3 separate regions of the Mus musculus genome follow, and all the other regions are linked to region 1. Evidence: chromatin contacts called from public ChIA-PET and HiChIP or PLAC-seq data. All regions are on one chromosome and are shown on one strand. The core of a region is the stretch at or near the end of the contact, and the rest is flanking DNA. Distances in the headings are between cores, read along the strand shown. Region 1 holds the start of Atp5e (ATP synthase, H+ transporting, mitochondrial F1 complex, epsilon subunit). Region 2 overlaps Rab22a (RAB22A, member RAS oncogene family). Region 3 has its middle 53 kb from the start of Vapb.

Region 1 (5,103 bases), core at 1,825-4,324:
AAAATTAAATTCTAGTTACCCAGTAATGCCAAGATGGGTTATTTTTAAGTTTTTGGTTTTTTGTTTTGTTTTGTGTGTTTAGTGAATAAGATTTAGGGTTGCGTTGGTTTTGGGAATCTTTCTAATCTTTTCCAAAATGGCTTGACTTTTTCTCCAACCTGTAGATCTCATTTACAAATATGGTCTCAGTAGATGAGAGGCTGACATACAAGCCACACCTACAGGACCCAGAGAAGTAAGTAAACCAGGCATCGACCTGACTCAGTGAGGAGGCTCTTTCGGGTCTTGGTAGATTACTCTTTGCAAACCAAGCATGAGTCATCTGAAGCTATGCTTGTTTTGCCAGAACTGTCCTGACCCAGGAAGCCCTCATCACAGTGAAAGGGGTCAGCCTCAGCAGCTACCTGGAAGGACTCATGGCAAGCACCATATCTTCCAATGCTAGCAAAGTAAGTGCACCGGTCTCCATGCCAGTCCTCACCACCCAGCTTCACTCCGCTAAAGGCTGGTGCTGAATGCAACTGTCCCCAAGCTGACGGGAAGTTTGGGGGAAAGATGCCTAGCACGTTGTTTCTTTAGCACATTTCATCAAGTCATTCCGTTGAGGTGTACAGGCAGCAAAACAAATGTGCTCTGCCCTCACAACACTCAAGGAGGCAGCGTTAATCATATTCTGTTAGGAAAGCAAAAGTAAAGGCAGGCCCGAGGGTTAATGAAGGTTTGCTAATTGATGTTTTTTGCCAAGTGTTAAGAAGGAGGGAAGGACTTGGTGCAAGCAGTATCCAGAAAGAACATTCGAGTGGGGGCTGCCCCTTCATTCCTCAAGAAACTGTAGAGCCACGGGAAGGAAGAGGGCGAGTTGGGGGGGGGGGGGGGTTAAAGACCAGATTCCAAGGTGTGTGTATGATTGATTTACAGTGTTGATATAAAAAGAAAAGGGGCGTGACCAAGCTAACCAGTCAGTCAGCAAGACACCCTGCCACTCAATTGTACGATTCTGAGAACATCTTCTGTATACAAAATAAAATTTGTTTCTGGATCAAGCCAATTGCTCAAGGCATTTGGTATTTGGTAAATAATAACTGAAAAGAGAAAGACAGCGAGGACAAGAGATCTGTCCCTGTGGTTTAGTTAGCCTGTAACACACACACACACACACACACACACACACACACACACACACCAAACGTGGTCACACCTTCACTGTTGCTAACAATAAATGCGTTGCACTTTTTAAGGGCCGAGAAGCAATGGAGTGGGTGATACATAAACTGAACGCTGAGATTGAGGAATTGGCAGCATCAGCAAGAGGAAGCATAAGGACACCAATGGCGGCAGCGGCAGCACTGGTGGACAAATGACAATGGAAATTGGTGTGCAGCATCAGGGCTCCAGGACTCTCAAGCTGGCATCATATTATTTGTTATTTAAAAGACACAATTATTTTAGGTAGATCTTTTTTTTTAATGAGGTGGGGTAAGGCTGTGACTTTTGATCTAAACAAAAGATCCAGAACCTCTAAATCAGAGGGATCATCTGAGGGGAGGATGTAAGACTGGGAGAGGCTGTGTTCATGTGAACAGTTAACGGGTTTGTTTGCTGTTGTTGTTGTTGTTGTTTAAGTACTTAGAAGAAATTGGTGTTGATCTGGAGTCTCTTAAAGCTCCAGGTACTGGAACACTACCTGGCTGCGGACCAACCAGAGCAGAGCCCAGCCGCCCTCCTGTCCACAGCTGCCCGCTGCTGTGAACCAGAACTGCCTGCATGAGGGACTCACTCTACAAAGAGAACCTGTAAAATTTAAATGACATTAATTTATATAAAATAACCTGCCCTGCTGGAAACCAGTGTTTGGATTTGGTACTTTTAAATGATATTTTTGGAGTGAAAATTAACAGTAAGGTAATATATGACTCCAGCAAAAATAGTATTTTATTGTATTAACGGGTACTATAATAATTTGCCAAATTTTGTGACTTAGTAAAGGCATTCCCTTCCTTGAATTTGTACTTTGTGATTTCGCATGCTGTACTGTGGGCTGGTTATGTTAACCGAAAAAATAAAGTCATTACCTGAGTGTCTCATCACTCTTAACAGAACACTGAGACAGAAGAGCAGCTCTTCCCATCTCTGAGCACTTCACATTGACTTATAAATGTCATGGGTTTGTAGTTGCTAAGACATGGTATGTCAGGTTATCGGAATATGAGTACTTCTTGAGGCAGTTAAGACCACAAAACAGCTTTATTACATGAAGAGCTGTCCATCATTTGAGACAACACATGTCACCTAGGACCCAGATCTTCTCACCTTAACTCAGGGCATTAGATGAGAAGAGCCTGGAGGAACACCATGGTCTGAGGGAAGTCCTAGAAGATTGCGCCCCGTGGGGACTCAGGATGGCTGCAAAACAGCCACAGAGATTGTCTAAGTGGTGTTGGCTTTGATGTGTACAGTTTTGCCTGGGTGACTGGTGACTGCCTTTTGCCTTTTATGGGGTGGGTTTTCCTGAAGAGACCAGTTAGCATGCATACAAAACCACAACTTCAAGTTCTTAGCTTCCTACTTTAAAGGATTACTCAGTTTAATAATTCTTTGGACATTTGTAAAAGATTTTTAAAAAGTAAAGGAAAAATCGTTTGACAAGTGGAATGAATGTTCCAGCTAAACAGAGCACTACTTAACATTGTTGGACAAAGTGTCAGGTACGGTTTCTAGGAGTTACACCTGTTCTGGAAGGGTCTGATGCCCTGATGATGTTTTTTTAAGTATATACATTTCCACTTTGCAATGTGGTTCCATCGTGAATTCTGCCTGAGTACAAATGGAATCCTGGGCATGGGTACATGCAGACAGGAACATTAGCTGTCACTCAGAGCGGGCTCGAGGAGGCCCCGCCCCCTGCCCGCAGCACCTGGAAGGTGACCGGCATGCAGCGGCCTCGCTTTCCCAGGTGTCTCTACGGCCACAGCTTCCGGTAGCCGCTCGGCCAATGGGCAAGGCGCGACCGGCGCTCCTATTGGCTCCTGGTTGGCAAGGGCGGGATGAGGCGCTGACTGGCAGGTCCGCGTACCCCACCCCTTCCGCTACTCAGGCCTGACCTTCCTGCTGCCGGGCCGGTTTGAGGCTACTCTGAAGCGACCCAGCGGTTCTGCCCGACGCGCCCGCTCGAGACACCATGGTGGCGTACTGGCGACAGGCTGGACTCAGGTACGCCCAGAAAGCGTTGGGAAGGCCTGGCCGGCCGTCACCAGGCCGTACGAGACGGCCAAGCCACGCGGCCACCCTCCAAGATGGCGTCGCCGTGGACAAGGCTCTTCGCGGGGTCATGGGGTCAGGGACCCTAAACAGAGGTGGCTGCTCCTCGGGAGAGGTAGCCTACAGTACCTGCATGATCGCTGTGACGGCCAAGTGCACAGCACCCTTGACCTGGCCACGCTGACACTGACCTTGCTCACCTGCGCAGAGGGAGGGGCGCACAAGTTCATTTTCAAGTGTGACCTTAGTGACCTTTTCCCAGTAGTGAAAAAAGGTGAAAGCCCTCTAACCTGTGGAGCGCCCTGCAGGGGCCCCGTGATGGGTGCGAGCTGTGGGCCTAGGAGTGGTGGTGCATGGTTTCCTTGCTCCAGGGAGTGCATCTTGTTAGTGTGCTGGGTGGAGGAACACCTTTCTGGGTATCAGGCTGAAGGCCCAGTGCCCCGACAGAGTTCAAGCAAAGTTGTGTAGAACAAAAGGACGGTAGGCTCACAGTTGATGCCTCTTATTAAACTATCTCCCATGGCGTCCATCACCTTATTTTCCTGCGCCCAGCCGCTTGAAGGACAGCTATTATTTTTACCCCGGTGCTTTGCAGGTTAAACCCTTTGCTCCTGAGCTCCCCAAACAGATTTAAAGCAGGAGAAACAGCCAGCCACTCCTCCATCTCTGGTTTCAAAAAGTGTGAAAAGTGCTATCTTCTGGGATAATAGTGTTGACAGGTGAATCCATCTACCTAACAGGAAGTTTCCTCTGAGCTCTGTTTGCTACTGGTGATGTTCTCTGAGAAGTTTGGAAACCTTGGTTAGGAAGTGTTTTCACGATAGACAAGAGCAAAAATCCAATATTTTCAGCAGTGCCTTTAATAGTTGACCATGAAAAGCACTCTTTTAATTCAAAATAGCTTTCCTAATTGTGTGTGTGTGTGTGTGTGTGTTGTAGGAATAATATAATTAAAGCAATTAAATACAGAAATGGGCTGGGGAATCTTTCCTACATTGTGGGACTTAAAAAAGCAAACAAACCAACCAACCCTTATTTTAAATTACTAAGTCCTGAAAAGATACACTGCCAAGAATTGTGACCTCCCAGCCAAGTACCAGCTGATCTGGGGGGCACAGTTCCGATTGTTTCCTTTGAATAGATCCTGTTTGATATTGCCCAGTTTTCAGTCCAATTTTACCTTAGTAATCAACCAAAATTATGGAAAGAAAACCAGGGTATCACACCTCATGACACCGCCATTCCAGCTGTTGGTAACCAGCCTCGTATCCTCTCTCACTTTGCCAGCTACATCCGGTTTTCCCAGATCTGTGCAAAAGCAGTGAGGGATGCCCTGAAGACCGAGTTCAAAGCGAACGCTGAGAAGACTTCGGGCAGCAGCATAAAAATTGTGAAAGTCTCGAAGAAGGAGTAGCTGGTGAGTGAGTCACTGGTTTCCTCACAAGTTGCCTCTTAAAGTTTTTAAAGTGCCATAAAGCCAAACCCAAAAACTTTAGTTTGAGCGTCTGCCTCTCGGTGGGCGGTGGGCTTGGATGATGCCGGATACTGGGGTGATCATTCCAAGTGTGCAGGTTGTAGAGGTCGCCTGGCATGAGGGAGGGGAGCCCTGTACAGCCCCGGCAAACAGTAATTGGCAAATTGATTTTTCAGTGCAGTTAGCAACCCTGAGATAGAAAGCCATCTTATTTTAATTAAACCTGGTTCATTTATCTGCACAAAATCAAGTAATTGGGAGGATGCCCCCCCCCCCTTATAATTGCTATTGGAGTTATGTAACGGTCTGGAACATGAGGCATGGACGGCAGTACTTCGAATGGTCCTCCCCATAGCTGCTGGTGTCTCACG
Region 2 (5,103 bases), core at 900-3,399, 780 kb after region 1:
CAAATTTTTTTTCTTTTCTTTTTTATTAATATTTTTTATTATATATTTTCCTCAATTTCATTTCCAACGCTATCCCAAAAGTCCCCCATACCCCCCCCCCCACTTCCCTACCCACTCATTCCCATTTTTTTTTGGCCCTGGCGTTCCCCTTTACTGGGGCATATACAGTTTGCGTGTCCAATGGGCCTATCTTTCCAGTGATGGCCGACTAGGCCATCTTTTGATACATATGCAGCTAGAGTCAAGAGCTCCGGGGTACTGGTTAGTTCATAATGTTGTTCCACCTATAGGGTTGCAGATCCCTTTAGCTCCTTGGGTACTTTCTCTAGCTCCTCCATTGGGAGCCCTGTGATCCATCCAATAGCTGACTGTGAGCATCCACTTCTGTGTTTGCTAGGCCCCGGCATAGTCTCACAAGAGACAGCTACATCTGGGTCCTTTCGATAAAATCTTGCTAGTGTATGCAATGGTGTCAGCGTTTGGAAGCTGATTATGGGGTGGATCCCTGGATATGGCAGTCTCTAGATGGTCCATCCTTTCGTCTCAGCTCCAAACTTTGTTTCTGTAACTCCTTCCATGGGTGTTTTGTTCCCAATTCTAAGGAGGGGCATCGATCTGTATTTTCAAGCTGTTTCACTGCACTTTATACAATAATTAACAGTGTTAATGATGTGTTTATAAAAAGATAAAGAGAGAGGGGATATATTCTCTGGGGGTGTAGTCAGACGTGGGGTAAGGGGAGGCCTCAGCAGGCCCATGCTAAGGCATCCATTCCCCCTGAGGAACCAGTCACACGCCAGTATAGTATAGAATAAGAGTTTATTCAGGGCATTGGGAGGGGAGTTAAGAGGGTAGTAGAGTCAGAGAAAGGCAGAGAGCATGTGGAGAGAGAAGGGGGAAGGGGGGGGGGGGGAGGAAGGGAGCAAGAGCCCAAAAGAGCAAGAAAGGAACAAGAGATGGGGGAAGAGACACAGCAAGCAGTCCCCTTTATAGTGTGGGTCAGGCCTACCTGGCTGTTGCCAGGTAACTATGGGGGTGGAGTTTAGACAGAATGCTAACAGTCTAGGGAGCTCTCTGTAGGACAGAACCCTGGAAGTACAGTTGCTGGGCAAGACTGAAGGAGACAATCGCTGCACACAGGGTGAGAAGCAAACCTTCAAGGGAGTTTCCCAGCTTGGCTGATTAATTTTGATGCCATGTGCCATGAGATGAGTCAACTGACCTTCCTTTACCTCAACCATCTTGTGAAAGTGAGGAATAACTTCCCAGGTGTTTCCCAGAGGTTCATGTATTTAAAGCTTTGGCACCAGTATGACCTCACTGGGATGTGCACTGAACCTTTTGACAGGTAAAAAGGGGTTGAGGGTCCCTCACTTTTCATTTACTGTTTAGCCATGAGGTCCCGGAGCCTACCCTGCTGCACTCTCTCAGGATGCTGTGCTGCACAGGACAGAAGCAACACACAAGAGGGTCAACTGAGCATCCAGTGCAGCCTCCAAAACGATAAGCTAAAAGAACCACCCTTGCCTTTTGTAAATTAATTATCTCAGCAATTTTGTTATAGAGACAGAAAAAAAATGCCATTTTCTGTCCCTATAAAGATGGAGCTTTACAAAAACTGTAATCTATTGAGGTATAGTCTTGGTTAGCCTTGGGTATAAACTTGACACAGCACAGAAAAGTCTAAGTGAGAGTGAGGTCTTGAGTGAATATATATATATATATAATATACATATATATATTATATATATATAAGCCATCCCATCATCCTTAGGCAGTTAGAGCTGGGGTGTGAGAACACTGCAGAGGGGCTGAAAACATGCTCAGCTGTTGACAACCATCTCTCTTTTTTTTTTTTCTTTATTTACATTTCTTTCTTTTTTTTTTCCTTTTCCATCTCTTGTTCTTTCACAGCACCCTAGCTCAGTTCCTAATATTCCCAACAAGTGTAACTTTAGCTCCAGGGGCTGGGATACCTTTTTCTGGTCTCCATAGGCATACCCCACAGAAAGATACATGCACACACACACACGCACTAAAAATAAACAATCTTAAAAAAAATGAAAACAAAACTGAAACTCTGAGCATGAGCCTGTGAACAAGGCAGAGAGAGGGTGAGGCAGTCAGTAACGCTCCCCTCCCCCATGGCTCCTGTCCCTCAGTGATGAGCTGTCATCCGATGTAGCTGAAACTCTTTCTTCCCCAAGTTGTTTTCAGTCAGAGTGGTTTATCACAGCAGTAAATGAAATGAGAACAGGTGGAGTTGATGTACAATAAAATGTAGTATAATATTTTCAGGCCAATGAATTTTAAAACTTCATAGTCTCATGTAACTATCACCCAAAATAATATAGTCACAACATTTTCCAGTCCTAGAAATCTTCCTCATGTACATTTCCAGTTCATTTTTGCCACTAAACTGATGATGGAGTGAGTGTGATCCTGAGGAACTGAGTGTGAATACATAGCACCTTGTAGAAAACTGTGTGGTAGGCCATGTCTGTAACCCAGCAACCCAGCACTGAGGAGAGGACTAAGCGCACTGGCCAGCCAGTCTACCAAGACTGCTGAGCTTCACGGTCCAAGGGAGACTTTGTTTCAGAAGATAAGGTGGAAAGACATTGAAGAAAACTTGGATGTTGACCCCTGGTTTTCACATGCTGAAGCACACATATGCATGTTTCTGGTGCTACTCTTATGACCAGGCTTAGCAATGCTTGTATGTGTGCTATATACTGAGTAATGATATCCTCCTTTTAGACCTCAATCATGTGATAACCCTTCAGTCTCCAAGCCTGGACTTTGTCCCCATTAGAGCTGTTAGACTGGATTTTCACACTTGGAGAACAGGGTCTTCATCCCTATTCAACAGGAAGATTCAGAAAATGTAGGATTAAGGGACTGCAAAGTGGGTGTGGTGGTTCACACATATAATTCTAGTAGCTGGGAAGCTGGGGCAGGGGGAATCACTGCATGTCTGAGGCAAGCCTGGACTACATAGTGAGTAGTAAGTCAACCTGGGTTATAGAGTTTGACCATGTCTAAAAAATAAGAACAAACCTTCAAAGGGATGATCTAAGTCTCAAAAAGAAAAATTGAGTCTGAGCAGAAAGATGGGAAGAAGTTAAGAGGAGCCCCTCACATCTGCTGCTGGAAGAGCTCTTTAGCAAGATTATAAACTGTGTTTACAGTCAAAATAGGTTTTGGATTGTGACCTAAGCATAACAAAGCTCCCTTTGACTATGTTTTTATCTAAAGGCCTGGGAACCTGTGCCATACATTCTGTAAACCACTTTCAAGTCTTGCAGCCAATAGCAGGAATAAGTGAACATTTCTACCCCATCTTTTACATCTTTGAATAGTGTAAGTAGATGTGACTTCAAAAGCTACCAAATTCACATAAAGAGCAACTAAGACATGGAGTTGCTGCTCTGCAGAGAGGCTGGTGGCTGTTCTGCGGTGTGCAGTACCATCCTCCTTTTACATGTCCAATATTCACTCTTAATGCTGTGTTTACACCTATGTTTTAATAATGTACTTAATAATATTTAATAAACCTCAAGTCTGCTTCAAAAACAAAACAAAAACAACAAAACAAAACAAAACAAAAAACCAAACTAACCAAGCAACAACAAAACAGAAGAGGGCTTAGTGAAAAGGCTTCCTGGGTAAAGATGCTGGCCGGCAAGCCTAAAAATTTGGTTTTCTCTGCAGGACCCACACAGAAACTTTAAATTGTCCTCTGACCTCCATATATGTGCTGTGGCATAGGCACTCCCCACACAAAAATAAGTAAAGGTATTTAAAAAAAAATTAAAAGGTACTAGATATGATGTGGTGACTGGAATCTTGGAGACAGCAGACCAAAGGACCAAATGCATTGAAGACAAATAAGTGGAAATTGTATAAGCCTTAGAGGAAAAGTAAAGAGATGAGAAAAGGAGACGTCCGGAGCCTCCTTGGCTTACTGAGCACGTTGCACACACAGAACTCCCATATCACACACGAGACAAAAAAAATGGGGCAGGAACAAAACAAACAAACAAAACTTCTAAAATCACTGTAAGTAATGTCCACATTTTGTAAAAGTCAAACTTCAGGTCCAAGAAAGTTGATGAACCCAGAGGGTATTTTATATTTTGTGTGTCAAGATAAACTGGCCAAACAAGAGGTAAAGAGTGGGCTCCCAAAGCAGTCAGAGACTAAAGACAGACATTCCCTATACAGAAGACACAGGCAGGGTGAACTGTTCAGCAGAAACACAGATATCAGGGCCCTTCCAAGTGAGCAGTGCATTTTAAAGTGCTAGAAGAAGCAAATAAGGAACTGTCCAAGCCAGAGTATCCACCCTTCCAAGTGAGAGAGAACCTCTGCAGGCTGTGAGGCCAGAGGCTGCAGGAACTAACAGTGCTTAGAAGGCAGATGGTGTGAGTATCATAGTACCAAGGCAAACTGAAGGGAATGCAGAGCCTAAAGATGGAATGTGGAGTTCATGAGTCCTGGTAAACTTACACAGCATCACACACTGTGCTTGAAGAACTAATGGGCCCAAATAAAACATGGGGCTTCAAGGACAAACCTACAATTAATTTTAGTGGATCTAAAACTTGTCCTAAATCAACACCCTCCTACTCATATTAATGTCTTGATGAAATAACACAGTGCAATTAAATGAAACAATTGCAGCTGGCAACATGACCCGACCATGAACATATTGAATATCTCCTTAATATCCTTATGCACCACACTCTTTCTCTTGCTAAGGCACTGCCATTTAAACACAAGCTCAGAAGCACAATGGCGGATGTCTGTGACCGCAACACTCAAAAGGCTGGAGCAGGAGGAATGTAAGTTTAAAGCCAGCCTGGACTATGTAAACAGTTTCCGATCAGTGTGTGCTACATGGCAGGACTCATTCTCAAAAACAAACAAACAAACAAAAAAACATAAAAATACCTTCAAACAACAACAAAAATCACAAATCTGAAGTACCTAGAACAGAATGTAGGTGAAAGATGGCAAAAGGTATCACAGGGTGGACAAAATGGGTGTTCTGAGAAGCCAAACCCTCCAGAAAGAAAAACAAATAGCACACCTTCTTTA
Region 3 (5,103 bases), core at 1,783-4,282, 670 kb after region 1:
CTCTCCCCATGCTACTCCTGACTCAAGGACTGGCCCTCTTTGAATGGCTATGACATCAGCCTTTAACTTCCGGGTGGCCCCTTGAACACTGTATGGCTCTCCTACAAACACCCACCTGGCTCTGTATTGTCACCACATTACAGGGGAAGGTCAGCCCTTCTCCGTTGCTCTATCTTGGATGGACACATACGACCCTGCCACTTCTAGTCTAGCCTGTATTCAGGGGTACAGACCACAGACCTGGATATGGCTGCAAAACGTGGTTTCTAAAACCCTACTGCTAGTTTTAATCCTGTCGCTGAGGTTGGTGTCAGTCTACCGGCCCTTCGTCACCTTGGGTATTGAGACAGAGAGAACATTGTCTGATGGTGCCCAAGGTGCTTCCTTCCGCTTGGCCAGGTTCTGGGTTGCGGTGTAGAGATCATTAATTTGAATTTAGCAATACAAACTCAAGCCAGGGCATGAATTAAAGATGCAGCTTGGGGCTTTCAGTGCTTCTCAGCTCTCTGGTAAAGGCCTTGTCTCTCTGGGGCCAGCCGGCTTTCTTGAGTTCTGCCTGTTGGCATCTTTGGGCATCTGCCTTTGCTTCTGTAAGTCAGACCTCAAGCTGGCAACACAGCACACGGATAAATCCGGTCCTCAAGGGCCACAGAGCATGGAAAGAGGGCTTGATCTGAGCTGAGACCTTGGCCTCTCCCCGCAGGCTGCGGCCTCTAAGTCTCCCTCGCCCACGCCTAGCGCCTGCAAGCTTAGGGCTAGCCAAGCGGGGGCATAGTCCACGGAGGAAAGTGCATCTCTGCCTTTGGAAACTAATTAATACTAATGATAGCTGCAGCACAATGTGCTCTGTAATTAGCCCTGCATCTTCTTCCAGAATCTGCTGCTGTCAACAGACGGGGAGGAACACAGCAAGCATCTTCGGGACTGCCCCAGGGGGAGGTCAGGGCCATGAGGCTGCATAGCAACATCTGGAGGCAGGACCCAGCAAGCCTGACCCCCCCAATGTCCCCACACCGCGATGCTAATATAGCGGGTTCTCATCCGCTCAGGGGTGCTGTCATCACGGTGGGGACCCTGCTCATAGGCCTAGGTGTCCGTCATCTGCACACTGCGAGATTAACTGGTGTCCTAGTGGGCTCAAGGGTTTTCAGGGCTGTGAGACACTTGTCCCCAGCTCCTTCTGCCTCCTCCCACCCGTGTCTCTTATCACAGATCTTGAACAATCCTATATGAGGCTAATGATGCATGCAGAGGAAAGCCCTTGGCCTCTCCGAGACAGTGTGTGGTTCAATCAGGCCAAGGAGACTGCTCTAACTTATTATCCATTCTTCTCTGGGAGAGGGGAGGGGGGAAGGCACCAAGTTAATATTCTCTGTGGGTCTCAGACAGCTACGAGTGTTCCTGGCATATTTACCAAAGTACAAGAAATAATTAGATTATTTACAGTCCTGGACTACATGGCAGTAGGGAGGGAGGTTAGCCCTGTGGGGATGACAGTAGGTGTCGAGGACACAGCCATGGCTGAGCGAGCCTCTGAGGCTTGAAGCAACCATGCCAACGTTCATCATCAAATTTAAATCTTTTAATAAAGTTAAACAGCCTGAAAAATGTTCTCACTGGTTATTAAAGTCAACCAACGGGACTATAGTTCCAAAGAAAAGACATGTGGGAGAGAGGAGAGAGGAACAAAGCAGGGGTGAAGCCCAGCCTGCTGCGTACTCCCAATACCCCCTCCCTCATCCCTCCATTGTGCCTCCTATACGGAGCACCGAAGCTCTGGCTGTCTGCAGCAGCGTCCAGCCAAGGCTCCCTACACCCCAGATGTGTCTGCCTCTCTGTTTCTTGATTGCAGAAGGGGGCTGGCTGGGGATCTCTGCCACATGTCCTCCCTCGGCACTTTCATTCAAGTCTCAGACTGAATACTATCTCCTCAAGAAGACTAGCATTAGTGCCTCCCCCCAAAACATCACCCCCCCCCCTCTCTTCCACCCACCATGGCCACATGTTGATCAGTGTTAGAAGGGCTTTTAATTCATTCATGTCTATCTTCTAGACAATGTAACCCCATCTCAGCATCTTCCCGGTGGGCTCAGAAATGCCTGGGGCCGGGTGGAAAGGGCCTGAGAACATAGGTGACTCTTGAGGATACAGGGACTGGTGAAAGCCAAAGGCCACTTGTGGCCTCCCTGGTGGGAAAGACTGAAGCAGTTTCTCTGTAGCTTCCATATGGAGACATGTGGGCACAGAGAGGGGCTTGGCACAGGGCTTCACAGTAAGCAGAGGCTTGGGTCAGCTAGATCCCGGCTGGGGACAGAGGTCAGGGCGTTCTAGGAGGAATGTGGGGGCTTCTTGCTGTAACAGGGAAGGTCATTTGGAATGGCTCAGCAGGTCCTGTGCTACCTGGTTACATACGCTAAATCAGAGGGTGCTTCCGGGCTGGGCTTCGTTCGCTATGCCCACTATGGAGAGAGCTGACAGAAGAAAGCCTCTTTTAGTGAGGAGAGAAGTGGTGGGCAGAGGCCAGGGCCTCGAAACCCCCAGGCCTTGCCACCCTGGCAGAGAGAGAGACCCAGAAGCATTCTCCTTGGCAGAAGGGAAGAGCCTAGTCTCGGCTGTGAAAAAACAAAACAAAATTAATGTTCTCCACTGTGTGTGCAGTCACGTTGACAGGGAGGCAAAGCCCGTGCGGTTGATAATTTCACAGTGCAAGTCCCAGGAGAGCAAAAGAGCTTTTTTTCTTTTTAATAAAAAGTTTAGATTGTACACAGCTCTCGGAGGCCCGTTAGCTACCAGACTCTGCCTAGCAGAGGCCGTTGTTTCTTTGCTTTTCTCTAAGCGAATGTGTTTAATCTCCCAGCGGTACCACCGAGCAAAGAAGCAGTGTGTGTGTGTGTGTGTGTGTGTGTGTGTGTGTGTGTGTGTGTGTGTGTGTGTGTGTGTGCTGCTGACGCTCGCTCGGCCTCTCCGTGTGTCCTCTCCTGGGAGCCAGGGTGACTCAGGCTCTGGCTGGAGCCTCTGACGCAGGTGGAATTGCATTAGGGCCCTGGCAGGGGCTGGTGCAGGGCCATTAGTCACTGATGAGGGCTGGGGGCAGGGGTTGTTCCCACTTACAGAGGTGGGCTTCGGGTGGCAGCCGTCCACCTCCCGTCTGCTCAGAGCTAGTCACCTGAAGAGATGGAAGACCCACTTCCACAAAGGGCAGAAATCATCCGTCCACACTGGAGGACTCTCCTATAGTCCAGGCAGCCCCCTCCTCCATGCCAGCCATTCTGTGGTCATCTCTGTTTTCTCACAGAGCTCAGCCCACTCCTTCCGGCTCCTTCAGCCCCTGCTCAGCTGGGTTGTCGCCCCCTACATCTCCATCACACATTTATCAACAACATCCTGTTTATTCACTTGGATCTCCAGAACAGCAGACCTCCTGTCAGGGCCCCTGCTGGGCCTCCCGCTTGCAGTGTCACCTGGCCCTGCAGGCGGGAGCTTACCAAACACTGGCTGAATGGGTAAATGCCGCCCGCATCCTGTCTGGAGGCTCAGGATGGGCTATTAAGTATCTACAAGGCACACACTGGCTTTAAGCACTCTCCATACTGCTTTTTCAGAAAGAATGGACGGAGCCAAACGCAGACATAAGACCTGGAGGACACTTGGCTCTCTTGGGGTAGTTGGTTTTAGAGCATCGAGGGTAACTCCTGTCTCAGATCAGGAGGCCACGGGACCTGACACTGTCCCAGGCACCCCAAGGGACCGAGAGGTCCTGAACCCCTTGAAAGAGCCATAGGTCGGTCAAGCCTCCTGCCCTGGCCCTGAAGGCCTGCCCCACAGCAGGTGACTGGCAGAGGGCTCTAGGCCATCCAGCCCCCAATTAGAAAACCAACAACACTGTGCAGACTTGTTGAGGGGGGCCTCCTCCCAGTGTGTTGCCCTTCCTAGGGGGCATTTAATAATTGATATCTTAGTCCTGGGGTACCTTTTAAATCTCTTAGACTAAGGGGAGAAGTAACAAGCAAAGGAGGTCTTGTTTGTTAAAAGAAATGCAAGACACCTCAGGAGGGAGTCCGGCTTTCAGACTCTGAGCTGAAGAGGGTCAGGGCTCTGTTCCTCTCCCTCCACTTCCTTCAGAAGTTCTAGGCTAAGTAGAAAGGGAGAAGAGAATGTGGCCAGCAAGATGGGAGTGAGACTGAGGCTGGGATGGATAGGTAGTAGCTCCTCCCTGACAGTAGGCCTTGGAGAGCTGAATTCGTAGGTGGTCAGGATAAGGCTCAGAAGCAAGCTCATGTGTCACAGGTCTGGGCTTAGAGAACTGGCTGCCTGGCCAGCTTACAACAACAGAAGAGCAGAAGGGCTGGGCACAGGGCATCTTTGCAGTGCTTCTAAGTGTGTAAATTAAGGAGTTGTGTCCAGCTAGAGCCAGAGAAGAACCAAACATTCAACCCCTTGGAGTCAGCGACAACCAGGAGCAGAATTATCATACTGAGAATGATATGGGCTGTGAATCGAACCCTAGTGTTAGATAGCGCACAGCATCCTGTTGTCCATGGCTTCCATAGAGGAAGTGAGCAAGAGCATGCAGCCAGATAGCAGATGGAAGATTTTAACCCTTTAAATATGCACAAAGTCATGTGCTAGACCAGACAAAGGCCTGTGTTTGATTCTAAGCACCACAGAAAACAGAAAAACAAACAAACAAACAAACAAACAAATAAAAAACCTGCCTTTCCCAGTTTCTTTGGCTAGAAAAAGCAAACATGTATCAAAGAACAATTATGTCCCTAGAGGAAAAAAAAATCTACATCTGCTAAATATGGTGATGAAATAGGAGGGGCAGGAGCTCAAGGCCAGCTTCAACTTTGTAGTAAGTTGGATATTAGCTTGGATCACAGGAGATCCTATCTCTAGAAATAATTCCCAAACACCAAACATACATACATACATACACACAAGAAGCAGTTGTCACTCACAAATACAAACTGGGAAAGAAAGAAATCTTGAAAATTACAATATGCAGGAGGCAGAGGCAGATGGATCTCTGTGAGTTAGAGACCAACCTGGTCTATATAGAAGGTTCCAGGCCAGCCATGGTTATATTGTGAAACTTGTCAA

The links. ChIA-PET counts read pairs in DNA pulled down with a chosen protein or histone mark. HiChIP or PLAC-seq counts read pairs in DNA pulled down with a chosen protein or histone mark.
Region 2: a contact with region 1 is called in an RNA polymerase II ChIA-PET map of memory CD8 T cells, with 6 read pairs. The contact joins the enhancer-like site here to the promoter of Atp5e in region 1. A contact is called at or near these places in 1 of 39 promoter capture datasets (liver), 12 of 484 Hi-C or Micro-C datasets (CD4 T cells, the G1E-ER4 cell line, LSK cells and 7 more), 5 of 115 datasets of contacts at active chromatin or transcription factors (bone marrow-derived macrophages, embryonic stem cells, memory CD8 T cells and 2 more) and 2 of 9 other capture datasets (liver and macrophages).
Region 3: a contact with region 1 is called in a FOXA1 HiChIP or PLAC-seq map of pancreatic cancer cells. The contact joins the enhancer-like site here to the promoter of Atp5e in region 1. A contact is called at or near these places in 3 of 39 promoter capture datasets (cranial neural crest and embryonic stem cells), 2 of 115 datasets of contacts at active chromatin or transcription factors (embryonic stem cells and pancreatic cancer cells) and 1 of 9 other capture datasets (embryonic stem cells).

What each region holds. Positions count from the first base shown.
Region 1 is chr2:174,462,072-174,467,174 of GRCm38.p6, reverse strand. Atp5e (ATP synthase, H+ transporting, mitochondrial F1 complex, epsilon subunit) reads left to right here and starts at 3,074. Exons shown (of 3, transcript NM_025983.3): 1 at 3,074-3,210; 2 at 4,546-4,675. The coding sequence starts at 3,179. The coding sequence ends at 4,672. It overlaps Prelid3b (PRELI domain containing 3B), which reads left to right. Exons shown (of 6, transcript NM_025531.2): 4 at 165-235; 5 at 347-449; 6 at 1,239-2,084. The coding sequence ends at 1,361.
Region 2 is chr2:173,676,422-173,681,524 of GRCm38.p6, reverse strand. All of the region lies in intron 2 of Rab22a (RAB22A, member RAS oncogene family), which reads right to left. Among named protein-coding and RNA genes, the nearest start is that of Rab22a, 19 kb to the right of the region's middle. Within about 2 kb of position 2,149, at least 61 of the 459 cell types and tissues checked have an H3K27ac peak or open chromatin away from gene starts, as enhancers often do. A contact at or near this core is called in Th1 cells, bone marrow-derived macrophages, macrophages and 2 more, where this site is marked.
Region 3 is chr2:173,788,355-173,793,457 of GRCm38.p6, reverse strand. It overlaps the pseudogene Gm14371. Among named protein-coding and RNA genes, the nearest start is that of Vapb, 53 kb to the right of the region's middle. Within about 2 kb of position 3,032, at least 109 of the 459 cell types and tissues checked have an H3K27ac peak or open chromatin away from gene starts, as enhancers often do. A contact at or near this core is called in pancreatic cancer cells, where this site is marked.